4 separate regions of the Mus musculus genome follow, and all the other regions are linked to region 2. Evidence: chromatin contacts called from public promoter capture Hi-C data. All regions are on one chromosome and are shown on one strand. The core of a region is the stretch at or near the end of the contact, and the rest is flanking DNA. Distances in the headings are between cores, read along the strand shown.

Region 1 (3,027 bases), core at 103-2,602, 470 kb after region 2:
CTTTGAGGGAGATTGTGGTCATTGAGAAATCCCAATGGTGAGATAGATGGCTGAAATCTCTTTTTGGAACATTTCAGAAATGTAATTGTAGACTGTTTGCTATGTGATGTAACCTCTCCCCTTTGACCAACAAACCTTCATTAAAAGTTCTGCTACATGTTATAGCCTCATTTTTTGTGGTTTAGGAGTAAGAGTTGGAAAGAGAAAGGGGCTGATGTGACTACAAGAGCTAAAGAAACAGTTGTAAGACTGGAATAGTGAGTAATGTTTCAGATGAGGCAGCAAACTAGAGCCAGAGATGACCATGAAAACCTAAGTCCCCTCAGTAATTCACAGAAATCCTGGGGACAACATTGTACTTTCCACAGGACATAGGAATTGGAGCCAATGTCATTTGAATGACTCTCAAAGGATAAGATACCGCAGTTGACCCCAGCTTACGAATAGGCTTTCCCTTCCCAAATGGATGGGTTCTTGGAAAACATAAATATGCCACATGCACCTCTACCATCCCAGGGCCTTTATACGGGGGCTGTACACAGTAGAATCCAGAAACTGTGCGAGTCCAAACTGAACGTTCTGCACTACACTCACTGAGAGTGGAGCTGGCAGGGAGAGCCTACTGCCTAGAGAGCATGGAGCAGGAGAACCCATTTGGCTGGGACTTTTTCTCAATCTGCCCTGTTCTCTGCCCTCTGACCAACCCATCAACCTTATCTTAATGACCTCTTCACATCAGCACTGCAGCCTGAAGGTCTTGTAAACAGACAAGGCCCAGGAGGAGATGGTGATGGAGGTCATAAAGGGTTGTGTAGAAACCAGACTGCTCTCAGCTTGTTCTGCACCCCTGTGAAGTAAAAAAGCAAACACTGTCCCCTGGAAATGGACTTCTGGCCCAAAGGGCCCAGGGTGTGGGCCGGGAGTAGGCTGTCTCTAACACTGAATTTTCCCAAAAAGGGCCGGGTAAAATGTGTCCGGTGGGACTCTGGTTTATGCTCCCAAGCATCGCTCTTGATATGCCATCTTCCCGATCCCCGATGCTCTGCCACCTCCCCATGCTGAGGTTTCCTGGGGAGTTGGTAGTCCAAAGACCCTTAGTCTTGTGGCATCTTTATAGGAGTCACACTCGGCTCAATAGGGCTGATGGCACCACCTGGCGGCAGACAAGGTTCAACTACTCACCCTGGGACGTTCATCACCGAGGCGCAGGAAAGGAGGGGCGATTCCTGCGGCCCGGCCCAGCATGTTGACGTCACCAGAGCGCGCCATTTGTCCCCGCCTCTTTCCGCCCCCCTCTCCTTGGGGCTGCCAGTACTTGACGTGGCGTCTCCGCCCTCTACCCTTACTTTGCGTGCGTGCTTGCGTGTGGCGGAGGTGGCTGCGCGGGCAGGTCGGAGCTGCGTGCTGTTGCTTCTGGTTCTGTGGCCGCCGTCGCTGTCCGGCAGGCTCCGGTCTCGGAGCCGACGAGGCGCGCGCGCGCGGGTCCCAGCCCTTCGGAAGCCCAAGCAGCTCGGCGCGGGGCCTGGCGGGAAGGCGGGCGAGCGCGTGGCCGAGGGCGCCGCGCGGACGGGCGGGCGCCCGTGAGGGAAAGAGGCGGGGGCGGCGGGTTAGCCGCGGGCCGGGCCGGCCGGGGGATGTCGATGCCTGACGCGATGCCGCTGCCCGGTGTCGGGGAGGAGCTGAAACAGGCCAAGGAGATCGAGGACGCCGAGAAGTACTCCTTCATGGCCACGGTCACCAAGGCTCCCAAGAAGGTGCGGGGCTCTGGGTGGCGGCGAGGGCCCTCGAGGAAGGGGCGCGAGCAAGCCCCGGGCCCGGACTCGGGTAGTTCGGGACTTAGGGCTAGGGTTTGGGGTGCTCAGGACCATTGACACGATGTAGTGGGTGGCCGGTGAGCGGCGATGGGCCTAGCTGGAGCCAAAGAGGCCGCTCTGACCTCGCTTTTCTTTGTCCCTCGGCCGGAGTCCTCCTGGATCTTACTGAAGCCCGACAGGGCCAGGCCTTAAATTCGCGACTGACTTTTCCTGGATGGAGGGCCTTGAAGACGAGATTGGGAGGGGGTGAGCGACTCAGCTGACCCCTGTGACCTGTCCAGGGGATGAGGTTGTGCAGGAAATTTCCCCTCAGGTGAGTGGGGGAAATCAGGCAGCTCTTTTTCAAAGCATCTTCTTGGGGGAGAATTGGCCGTTCGACCAACAACTGCGTGATCGCTTAGAGGCAAGAGGAAAGAATCGTATGAACTGGTTTATGCAGCTGACGGTTCTAAAAGCAACAAGAGATGGAAAGGCAAAATGGTAATCGCCGTGCAGTCTTCCACCTGCTAGGAAGTATGTGAGAAAGGAAAATTTAGAGGTTGGTGACAGTAGACACTGTCATGGATGCAGGTTGATCGCAGTCATGTGAATAGATCACTTAGACATCCCTCCAGAAAGGAGCTTGGGTGGGTTGGGGAGGTGGGTGGGAAGAAATGATTGCTCATTCTTTACTGCACTTACAAGTTCAGCCTATTGTGCTGGGGGTTGAGCTCAAAGGACATCCTTCTATGGCTCTTGGAAAAGGTGATCTATGGAGGGCTGAGTCTAACTAGCTCTCTCAGTGGTAGGGTCGGGGTCTCCAGTGCTTTCTGTCGAACCTTTGCTGACCCTTCCTCTAACCTGGTACCCAATTAGCAGTGGAACAAGGAGGTGACCTTTCTGAAATAGTTTCCTCTTGTATAAAGTCTCTTCACAATCAATCCTGCCTACAGTATTTGTAGGGTTCAAGGATGATATAGATTCAGCTGAGCAAGGTTTGCAGAGCAGTTAATCCCCAAGGCTCCTGTACTGGAACTAGTTAAGCTGCTCTCAGTGCCTGAGAGGGCTTTATTTATTTTCCTCCAGGAAACTAATTGACTGGTCTTGGGGAAAAAAAAAAAAGTCATTGCTGTGTGCTTTAGCTCTGTTTTCTCACAAAATTGAGAATGTCACCAATAACACCTTTGAAAGGTTTATAGAAGGTCCCTCCATCCTAAGGGATCCAGTTGACCTC
Region 2 (2,700 bases), core at 38-2,537:
AGGGCTGGAACTCAGCTGGATAGAGTTCAAGTCTAGAATTCAGACCACTGTCTGTCTGTCTGTCTGCCTGTCTGTGCTTCATTCACGACGGACTCTGCAGGGGCTGTCCTAGCAGTCCGGAGAGCAGAGGAGGTTGTATGTAGCTGGCCTCTGTTCACAGGGGCAGAACCGCTGTCTGGCACTGCAGCAGCTGGGGCTCTGAGAGGCCTAGGGACTCTCGCGGTTTCTCATGGCCGTGCTGTGTGGGAAGAAGGGCAAAAGCGAACACTCCTCTCCCACCTCTGCCAGAAACTCGAGGACATGAGCCTGGGAGACCTCAGGGCTCCGTGAAAACTCAATGTGGGATGCTTGCGAGGGGTGGCTGAGGCCCGGAAGGAGCATCTGACAGAAGACGACTCAGGCAGGCACGGCAGAGCTCAACACTCAGCCTCACCATCTCTCACTAAATCAAATGAGAGAGAAGCCCATGATTTTTCAGAGGTTTCCCCCCACCCCCACCCCAGGTTTGACACTTTAAAACTCTGAAAGTAAAGAGTCAGTTTACTAAGCAATTCTGGGCTCCCTCGAACTCCTGGGGTCAGGTAGCTTGCCTCAGGTGTCACCCAGCTGAGCCTCAGGCCAGGGACGGGGTGTGGGGGGCAGGGGAGAGCTGTCATCTCTTCCTTCCATCACCCCTATTCCCTAAGGATCAGAAGAGCTGTCATTTCCCCATCTCACAGGAAACCAAACCCAACTGAGCCCAGGGGCACACTGAAGTGGCCAGGGGCCAAGAGAAGCAGCTGCCTTGGGTGTCATCTTGCTGCAGGAGTGGAGAGGACCTGGACTTTTAAGGTCCCCTTTGAGACTGGGTAGGTAATACGAGTCTTTCCCCTCCCATTACCCTGGGAGAGAAGGTTGGAATGGTCCCCAGAACTGGGCCAGCACTGGCCCCAAAGTGTGTCTATCTCACTCACCAAGCTCCCAGATGGTTAGAGCTGGGTTTCCACGTGTGAACTCGAAGCTTGTGCGCAGGAGGCAGCCTTTGAGAGAAACACAGCCCAGAGAGCCAGGGGAGGCAGCCACCAAGCTGTTTCCCCCACACACAGACAGGGTATTGATCCTGCTCGCTCACTCCCCCCCCCCCCCCCCCCCCCCGCCTTTTCTCCACTTCATGGCGCAGCTAATGGCCTGGAAAAGACTGGCCAGCTGTTCCCCAGCTGTGACATAATGAGCCCAGGGACGATCAATGCCGTTCCGGTCTCTAATTAGGCCGGGAACTGGCTGGGGTGAAAGTGTGGCCTGTTTCCTGAGGGTGCAGCTTCCACTCCAGTCCCCAGCTGCATTTTGCTGGCAGCCACCTGGGCCCCTGCATCTGCACCCTGGAGGAATAGACAGGGCCCTCCAGTGGCCATTGAGAGGGTTTCTGGCCCAGAATTCTGTCTAGGGAGGCAGAAGTAGAGGCTACAGAATCTCTCTCTCTCTCTCTCTCTCTCTCTCTCTCTCTCTCTCTCTCTCTCTCTCTCCCTCCCTCCCTCCCTCCCCTTCTCTCTCTCTCTCTCTCTCTCTCTCTCGTGTGTGTGTGTGTGTGTGTGAGAGAGAGAGAGAGAGAGAGAGAGAGAAAGAGAGAGAGAGAGATGGCTTCCCCTTGCTTGCTGTCATATCCTATTCTCTGCTTGCAGTCACTTGGTGCAGTGGTCTTCAACCCTGGTCCCCGCCAGCTCCATAGGCCTGAGGCTCTGTCGAGGACTCTCCCAGACACAGGTCCCAGATACCCAAGCCAGAGGCTAAAGGCAAGTCTGGCCGCTGGCCCAGCCTCCCTCTGCTATTCCTTCCCTCATCCAGGGAGGCAGGGACCAGCGCTTCAGTGTGCTCAGTGCAGGGGAGGAAGTAAAAGGTGTACATTCAAGCAGAGACAGGAGGAGAGTGGAGAGCTGACCCAAAGCCTGGAGCCAGAGAGGAGGAGGGAGGAAGGAGGGAAACAAAAGAGCCAAATAAGAAAGGCAGAAAAGGCGAGAAAATGGGGCAGTCAGTCCAAAGAACGGGAAGCTTAGGGAAAAGAACCAGGCCACGCCTTGTGCTCTGTGCTCGGAGGGTCAGCCCCCAAGCGTGGGATCAGATGCCCCACTAGGGAAGCTGAGGTGCCACAGAGACTCTCCAGGGGCCTGGTGTGTAATTTCAGGACCAGGAAGAGAATGGTTGGGGTCAGAAGGGCACAAGGCAAGAGCAGGGGTGTGTGGGCGGGGCTGCCTTGAGGGCTGAACAGGCCAGTGAGCTGTGCTCTCTAAGTACTGGGGGAGCTGAGAGCAAAGTCAGAAGAAGAGGAGGGGGTATTTTAGGATCCCCAAGAAGGCTCTGGAGGGAGGGGCCTGGGATTTCTGCAGCCTCTAATTCAGAGCAAGTCAATATGGCCCCGTGGTTTTTAGGGGTAGCCTGGGTTGAAGAGTATACATTGCCAGCCAGCCCTAGCACCATTTGAAACTTCAAACACAAACCGATCAGACCCAATTGATTATGTTTATCCCTTTCTTGGGCCATCCCCGACTCCTGGGCACTCTTTCTGTCTGGCTGTGATTCCAAGAAGAGACCCATTTGGAGAGACCAAAGTGTCCAGTTTCGTTCATCTTCTATCCCACCTGCCCAGGCAGTGAGCCTTTGAAGCGTCAGGGCCACAGATGGAGCCCGCCAGGAGCTACCCAAAGACCATAGCTGTTGGCTCAGATC
Region 3 (2,843 bases), core at 2-2,501, 270 kb after region 2:
ACCTGCAGCCAGATGGCAACAAATCACCCTCAGGATTGCCAACCTCCAGGTGAGCCAACTGCCTCCTCCCTCCTATCCCCTTCAGCCCACTCACACATGTTGTGCTTGCGTGCGATGTATCTCAGGATGGCGTTACTCTGGGTGATCTTGTTCTTCCCGTCCATGAGGTAGGGCAGCTAGAAGGGGAAAGTTAATGTGAACCTAGTCCTCCAGGACCGCCACTCCTCTGGAAAAGAGAAGACTTGCAAGGTGTGTGAGAGTAGAAGCCAGGAGAAATAACTAAATAAATAGAAAGTAGCACTGGGTCCTCACCTGACTCTAGACAAGGGTGCTTAATCCTGTGTGTCACTGTGAATGTATGTGTGGCATATAGACGTTTAAAAAGCAAAATGTAAATATTTTATACCTTAAAGTATGTAAAAGTAGGGTGATTATGGATACATTTAAAAAAAAAATAGGTGTTTTAACAACCAGGACACATGAGGATACATTTAGGATACCATGAAAATACCTGGAATCTATCAGTGATAAAGTCACAGACCTGGCTATCAACTCATGTCTCTTATAGCCTGCCTTTAAGAGGAGAATATTAGTGTTTCTCAGACGTTAGTAGGAAATAAAATGTTATTCTCAGTTCTGTTCAATGACCCTTGAATTCTATCCATTCTATAAACGTGAAGAGTCTCTATCTAGATGCTCCCAAGCCAGAGATGAAGTGAAAACAGATACACTTGAAGGCCTTCCCTTCTGCCCACTCCTCCAAAACCACCTACGTTAGGAAAGTCCAGATCTAGCTTGAATTTCACGTCCAGCCATTGGCTTCTATCATAGTCAGGAGCTGTAAGAGAGAAGTGGGACCCAAGCCCGTTACCGACCTAGCTGAGACTTAGACCTGTTATCTCAAGTTCCCAATCCCCAAAAACTAACCCTTGAGTTTCTGCAAAGATGGGCCTGAACAGCAAGAGATAACTCTATGGGCCTCTCTTGGCAAAGTTCCCAGCTTACAGGAGCAGGGGGTCCCACACCATCTTGGTGTGGTACAACCCTCTGGGTAAAAAACAACTGTAGCGCACCCACAGACATTCATTACCTTCCCCACAGATGTACCGTTTCTCCTCATAGCTGGTATCAGTAAACTCCAGAAGCATGCGGATAGCATGAGCCAGCTAAAAGCAGGGGATGGAGAAAGACCCCGGTCAGCGCGCCTGCGCAGTGCCCACTTGCTCGCAGGCCCCCTCCGTCAATGTCCCCAACCCAACGCTGCCAAGCTCCTGCGTCCTGTCCAGGGAAATTGTCCTTAGGCAGCCCCTTCGCTCACGCCCGGGAACTTCCAGTACCTTATTCCTCTACCCACAGTCCTGGGGACCCCATAGGTAGGCTGGAGATCGGCCCACCGGCCCCTGACCCCCGCCCGGCCGCCTGCACCTCTCTGTCCCAGAGGCTGGGCTGGCGAGGGACCACTCACCCCGCGGATATCCCAGTAACCCAGAACCATAGACTTGGATGACATTTTGGGCGATCTTAGCCCCTTCGGGGATACAGCGATGGACTGTGGGCGGCTAACTTTATACTGGACGCTGTGGGCCGGGCTGACGCGACCGAACTGTCTCCTCCTCTCTCGCTCTATGCTCCACCCGCCCTCCGCGTGGTCAGTGGGCGGTGCGCAGGCGCAGCTGCTGCGGCTCCTGAAATCCTCCGGTGTGAACTTCTCCCAGGGCTGTTGATGCTTCATCTACTCTTCTGGCAGTGGGGGCCTGGACCTTAGTTACCCGGGAAGCGTGAGTCATGTTGCACAGTTGAGCTGGCACATAAAACTACGAGGTAGGAAACGATTCAGGTATAAGGTACTTTGGGGATAGAAACATTTTCTATGTAAGATACAAATGGCTCTGTGAAGACTGAGGGAGGCTGGGGACACTAAACAGGTCCACTGTGAAAAAGGATAGGTCATGCACATTGGAAATGCCTCAAAGGACACTCCAGGAAAGAGGAGGGTAGAGCAAACACCGAAAGGTGACAAATAGCTATGCAAGATAAACAGCAGGTGCTGTCGAGTTAGGCTGGTTTATGGGAGGAGTCAAAACATTAAGCATTTGGGGCAGGTTGCAAAGGGTATGGACAGCCAGACAGACAGAGGGTGTGAGTGTTTTCTCTCTGCTCTGTGGGGAGTGTATAGGATCTAGATCATAATGTTCACTAGCAGTATAATGCAAGACAGACATATGATTGTTTTTAAATGGTTTGCTTCTAGTTTTTTTTTTTTTAAGGAGGCAATGAATCCATAGTATACTTACGTAGCCCAATATATACTGTTTCAGAATGTAGTATGAAAATTATTGAGATGTCTTCTATTTTTTTGTTTTAGTACCTTACATTTAAAACACAACTCCACTAAGGGTAACCTCATCTTTTAAAAAAGATTTATTTATTCATTTTATATATGTGAGTATACTGTCGCTCTCTCTCTTCAGTCACACCAGAAGAGGGCATTGGATCCCACTATAGACTGTTGTGAGCCACCTTGTGGTTGCTGGGAATTGAACTCAGGACCTCTGGAAGAGCAGTTGGTGCTCTTAACTGCTGAGTCATCTCTCCAGCCCCAGGTAACCTCATTCTGATGCTCAGGATCCACAAGTTAGTCGGAAAATGATAAGCATATTGTGGAGTAAAACAGCACAAAAGGGGAAAGGCCCCTTGCGGGTGGGACCATCCCTGGGCTGGGTGTCTTGGGTTCTATAAGAGGGCAGGCTGAGCAAGCCAGGGGAAGCAAGCCAGTAAGGAACAGCCCTTCATGGCCTCTTCATCAGCTCCTGCTTCCTGACCTGCTTGAGTTCCAGTCCTGA
Region 4 (2,700 bases), core at 100-2,599, 430 kb after region 2:
GTGGGAGGGAGCCAGCTCAGAGATTTTTTTCAAGGTGCATGGAGAAAGCTTTCTCCCGATTCCAGTCTTGTTTCTAAAGCCTTCTGTACTATTGATGTCCAAAGGCATTCATCTGCATATCTGTTTAATAGGAAAAGGACAGAAAGCAGCCAAAACCTCAGGCCTGGCTGCTACCCCCACCACACCACCTCAAGCCCAACCCAGCCCAGCCTGGGAAAATGGCTGGTTGGGCTCTTTCCAAGGGCCCCAGGGGTCTGAAAGGAGGAATCCATCTCCAGGACCACAGATCCCTGCTGTCCAGGGGAGGGAGAGAGGGCAGGTCCATTAGGGTGCTGATGTATTTAGGTGCTAGTAGGCTGGAAAGTGAACAAGCCTAGTAAGGAGAGAAGCTGCGATTGCAGAGAGGTATTAGACCTGTTCGTTCTTCCTATTAGTAGAGGGAAACCAAAGATAGGGACTTCCCTGGGGAGATGTGTCAGAGTGGACCAGAGCAGGTAAAGGTCCTGGTAGGCACAAATACCCCCCAGCCCCCACCCCTGGCAAAACTTAGACAACAGGGGCTTTCCTGTTTCAGGCAATATAATGGACAAAGTTTTAGAAGAGAAGTGCCCAACCCTGACTTAATGTCGAATTATCTGGGTTGTTTCCAAAAATCCTGATATCTAAATCCTGCCCTACTACACAATCAGAATCTCAGGGTGAGGCTCAGGTACCAGGTGCCAGAATTATCAAGACACCTCAGTGATTTAAGTGTGAGCCTCTGGACACATGCTGGGCCATCAGGGCCTGACTGTTCTGCCAGCTAAGTGACAGAGCTGGAGTTCTACCCTAGGTGAACCATCTGATGTTGTGTAATAGAGATGTATGGCTGGTGGGCGGAGCTGATAGAATGCTGGAGGGTAAGATGCCCTCCATTACTGTTTCACAGGCAGAGTTAAGAACTCTAGCTTAGAGATCTGAGCAGCAGGGCTCAGCCAAACCTCTAAACCTCTATCCGGCCAGAGGCAGGAAAATGAATCAGAAGCAACTAGGAAGAAACCTGAGGTTAACCTCTTGCAGACCGTGGGCCTCTGCAAGAGGGTAGAGGGGACACTGGTGGGTGTCCCATGGCCCCTTATAGAAGGCCCTAAAGTTAGTAGAGGAGTGTAGTGACTTTGCAGCTCTGGAGGAAAGTCCCGATTTCCCAGGGCAGGCCCCTCTGTCAGTGAAGCACATTTGTTCCTTGGGTTTCCTTTTTAGTTTGTTGAGGGTAGCGGGTGACCAGACTCTGCTGTCCTGGATGCTGGAATTGCTGAGGGAGCAGAGTAGTTCATGCCAGCTCCTGAACATAGAGTGACTGGCTCTCTCCACCTCAGCTGCCACAGACCACAGAAAATCCCACAGGCCGATCCCCATGGCTCTGTTTAGAGTCCAGGCTCTCAGCACCATGCCTGGTAGTTGGAAGTCTGAGGAGGTTATGGATAACAGCCACTGCAGTACACTGAGTCCCAGGGACACAGGGCTGCAAGTGAAGAGTGGGCTCAGTGCCTTCTCAGGGAAGAAACAACAAAGACAAAGGACCCTGCAAAGCAAGGACAAATGTCATAATGCAAAGTCACCAGGGGGAGTGCAAGAAGAAACACCCTATGCTTTTGTCACCAAAGTGCAAGCATGTTCTCCAAAGAGAAGAAAAATCTGAAGATATCGCAAGGCCAGCAGGAAGGAGACATGAAAACTAGGATCTGGGCATGGTGATGCATGCCTGTAATCCAGCTGAGGACGCTGAATCAGGAGGATCACAAGTTCAAGGCCAGTCTAGGCTGCATTAGTGAGTTCAAAACATTGAAGAGAGACGGGAGGGGCAAAAAAAAAAAAAAAAAAAAAAAAAGAGGGGGGGGGAGAAAGAAGGGAGAGAGGGGAGGATGAAGGGTGGGAGGGAGGGGAGAGATGAGGGCCTCTTACATGGGAAGGCTGAGGTTGTAGGTCAGTGGTAAGCACCTGTTTAGCATGCACAAGGTGCTGGGTTTGGTCTCCAGTACTGCAAGAAGAAAAAATTTAAGGATCCCAATATATCCAAGAAACCTCCTCCTTCAGCTTTCTTTTTCTGTTCTGACTCCAACTCTGAAATCAAAGAACATCCCAGCACATCTTTTGGTGATGCTGCTGCAAAGAGACTGGGAGTTATGGAAGAACTCTGCCTCAAGTGGCAAGTAGCCTGAACAGAGGCTGCTGAGCTGAAGGGAGAAACACAGAGCACAGTGCTGCAGACTGAGCTCAGGGGAAACCTAGTGCTACAGAAAAGAGCATCCTTAAGCATCCTCAAGTATCCTCACTGGAAACAGCAAGAAGAGGGAAGAAAGACACGGTGAAGGCAATATTGGTAAACAAGTTGCTTTTATCAATCTTTCTTGCCTGCAAATCACTTAATCCACCCATATACAACTTGCTCCTTTTAAGGGAAAAATTGAAATATAGAGAGAGCTAAGATTTTGGTTAGTTCAACCTGACAACCTGAGTCGGATCCCTGGGAACCAACTTCTGCAAGTTGTACTTGGACCTACACACATGTTCTCGTTCTCTCTCTCTCTCTCTCTCTCTCTCTCTCTCTCTCTCTCTCTCTCATCTGTCTGTCTCATAAACACACACATGCACACACACATACACATGCACACTCATAATTTAAATTTTTAAGTATATAAAAGAAAAATTTTAAAAAGGCAT

What was found. Promoter capture Hi-C pulls out the DNA fragments that hold promoters and counts their contacts.
Region 1: a contact with region 2 is called in a promoter capture Hi-C map of the HPC-7 cell line. The contact joins the promoter of Ahcyl1 here to the enhancer-like site in region 2. A contact is called at or near these places in 19 of 39 promoter capture datasets (the 3T3-L1 cell line, the C10 cell line, the HPC-7 cell line and 13 more), 1 of 15 datasets of contacts at CTCF or cohesin (the NIH/3T3 cell line), 32 of 484 Hi-C or Micro-C datasets (B cells, the C2C12 cell line, CD4 T cells and 21 more), 9 of 115 datasets of contacts at active chromatin or transcription factors (bone marrow-derived macrophages, embryonic forebrain, embryonic hindbrain and 5 more) and 1 of 9 other capture datasets (adipose tissue).
Region 3: a contact with region 2 is called in a promoter capture Hi-C map of the HPC-7 cell line. The contact joins the promoter of 4933431E20Rik here to the enhancer-like site in region 2. A contact is called at or near these places in 19 of 39 promoter capture datasets (3T3-L1-derived adipocytes, the C10 cell line, the HPC-7 cell line and 12 more), 1 of 15 datasets of contacts at CTCF or cohesin (the NIH/3T3 cell line), 2 of 484 Hi-C or Micro-C datasets (the Patski cell line and bone marrow-derived macrophages), 1 of 115 datasets of contacts at active chromatin or transcription factors (forebrain) and 3 of 9 other capture datasets (adipose tissue, embryonic stem cells and liver).
Region 4: a contact with region 2 is called in a promoter capture Hi-C map of cranial neural crest. The contact joins two enhancer-like sites. A contact is called at or near these places in 13 of 39 promoter capture datasets (the 3T3-L1 cell line, the C10 cell line, the HPC-7 cell line and 8 more) and 4 of 484 Hi-C or Micro-C datasets (brown adipocytes, embryonic fibroblasts, embryonic stem cells and 1 more).

What each region holds. Positions count from the first base shown.
Region 1 is chr3:107,694,885-107,697,911 of GRCm38.p6, reverse strand. It overlaps Ahcyl1 (S-adenosylhomocysteine hydrolase-like 1), which reads left to right and starts at 1,352. Exons shown (of 17, transcript NM_145542.4): 1 at 1,352-1,754. The coding sequence starts at 1,635. It overlaps Gm40121 (a long non-coding RNA gene), which reads right to left and starts at 1,687. Exons shown (of 3, transcript XR_003954675.1): 1 at 1,183-1,687.
Region 2 is chr3:108,165,223-108,167,922 of GRCm38.p6, reverse strand. No RefSeq gene overlaps it. Among named protein-coding and RNA genes, the nearest start is that of Gm40122, 8.8 kb to the left of the region's middle. Within about 2 kb of position 1,287, at least 99 of the 459 cell types and tissues checked have an H3K27ac peak or open chromatin away from gene starts, as enhancers often do. A contact at or near this core is called in the HPC-7 cell line, bone marrow, cerebellum and 9 more, where this site is marked.
Region 3 is chr3:107,894,621-107,897,463 of GRCm38.p6, reverse strand. 4933431E20Rik (RIKEN cDNA 4933431E20 gene) reads left to right here and starts at 1,251. Exons shown (of 3, transcript NR_015459.1): 1 at 1,251-1,821. It overlaps Gstm5 (glutathione S-transferase, mu 5), which reads right to left and starts at 1,610. Exons shown (of 8, transcript NM_010360.2): 1 at 1,466-1,610; 2 at 1,091-1,166; 3 at 774-838; 4 at 95-176; 5 at 1-2. The coding sequence starts at 1,510.
Region 4 is chr3:107,738,305-107,741,004 of GRCm38.p6, reverse strand. The region is part of intron 1 of Gm40121 (a long non-coding RNA gene); the gene reads right to left. Among named protein-coding and RNA genes, the nearest start is that of Csf1, 21 kb to the left of the region's middle. Within about 2 kb of position 1,349, at least 182 of the 459 cell types and tissues checked have an H3K27ac peak or open chromatin away from gene starts, as enhancers often do.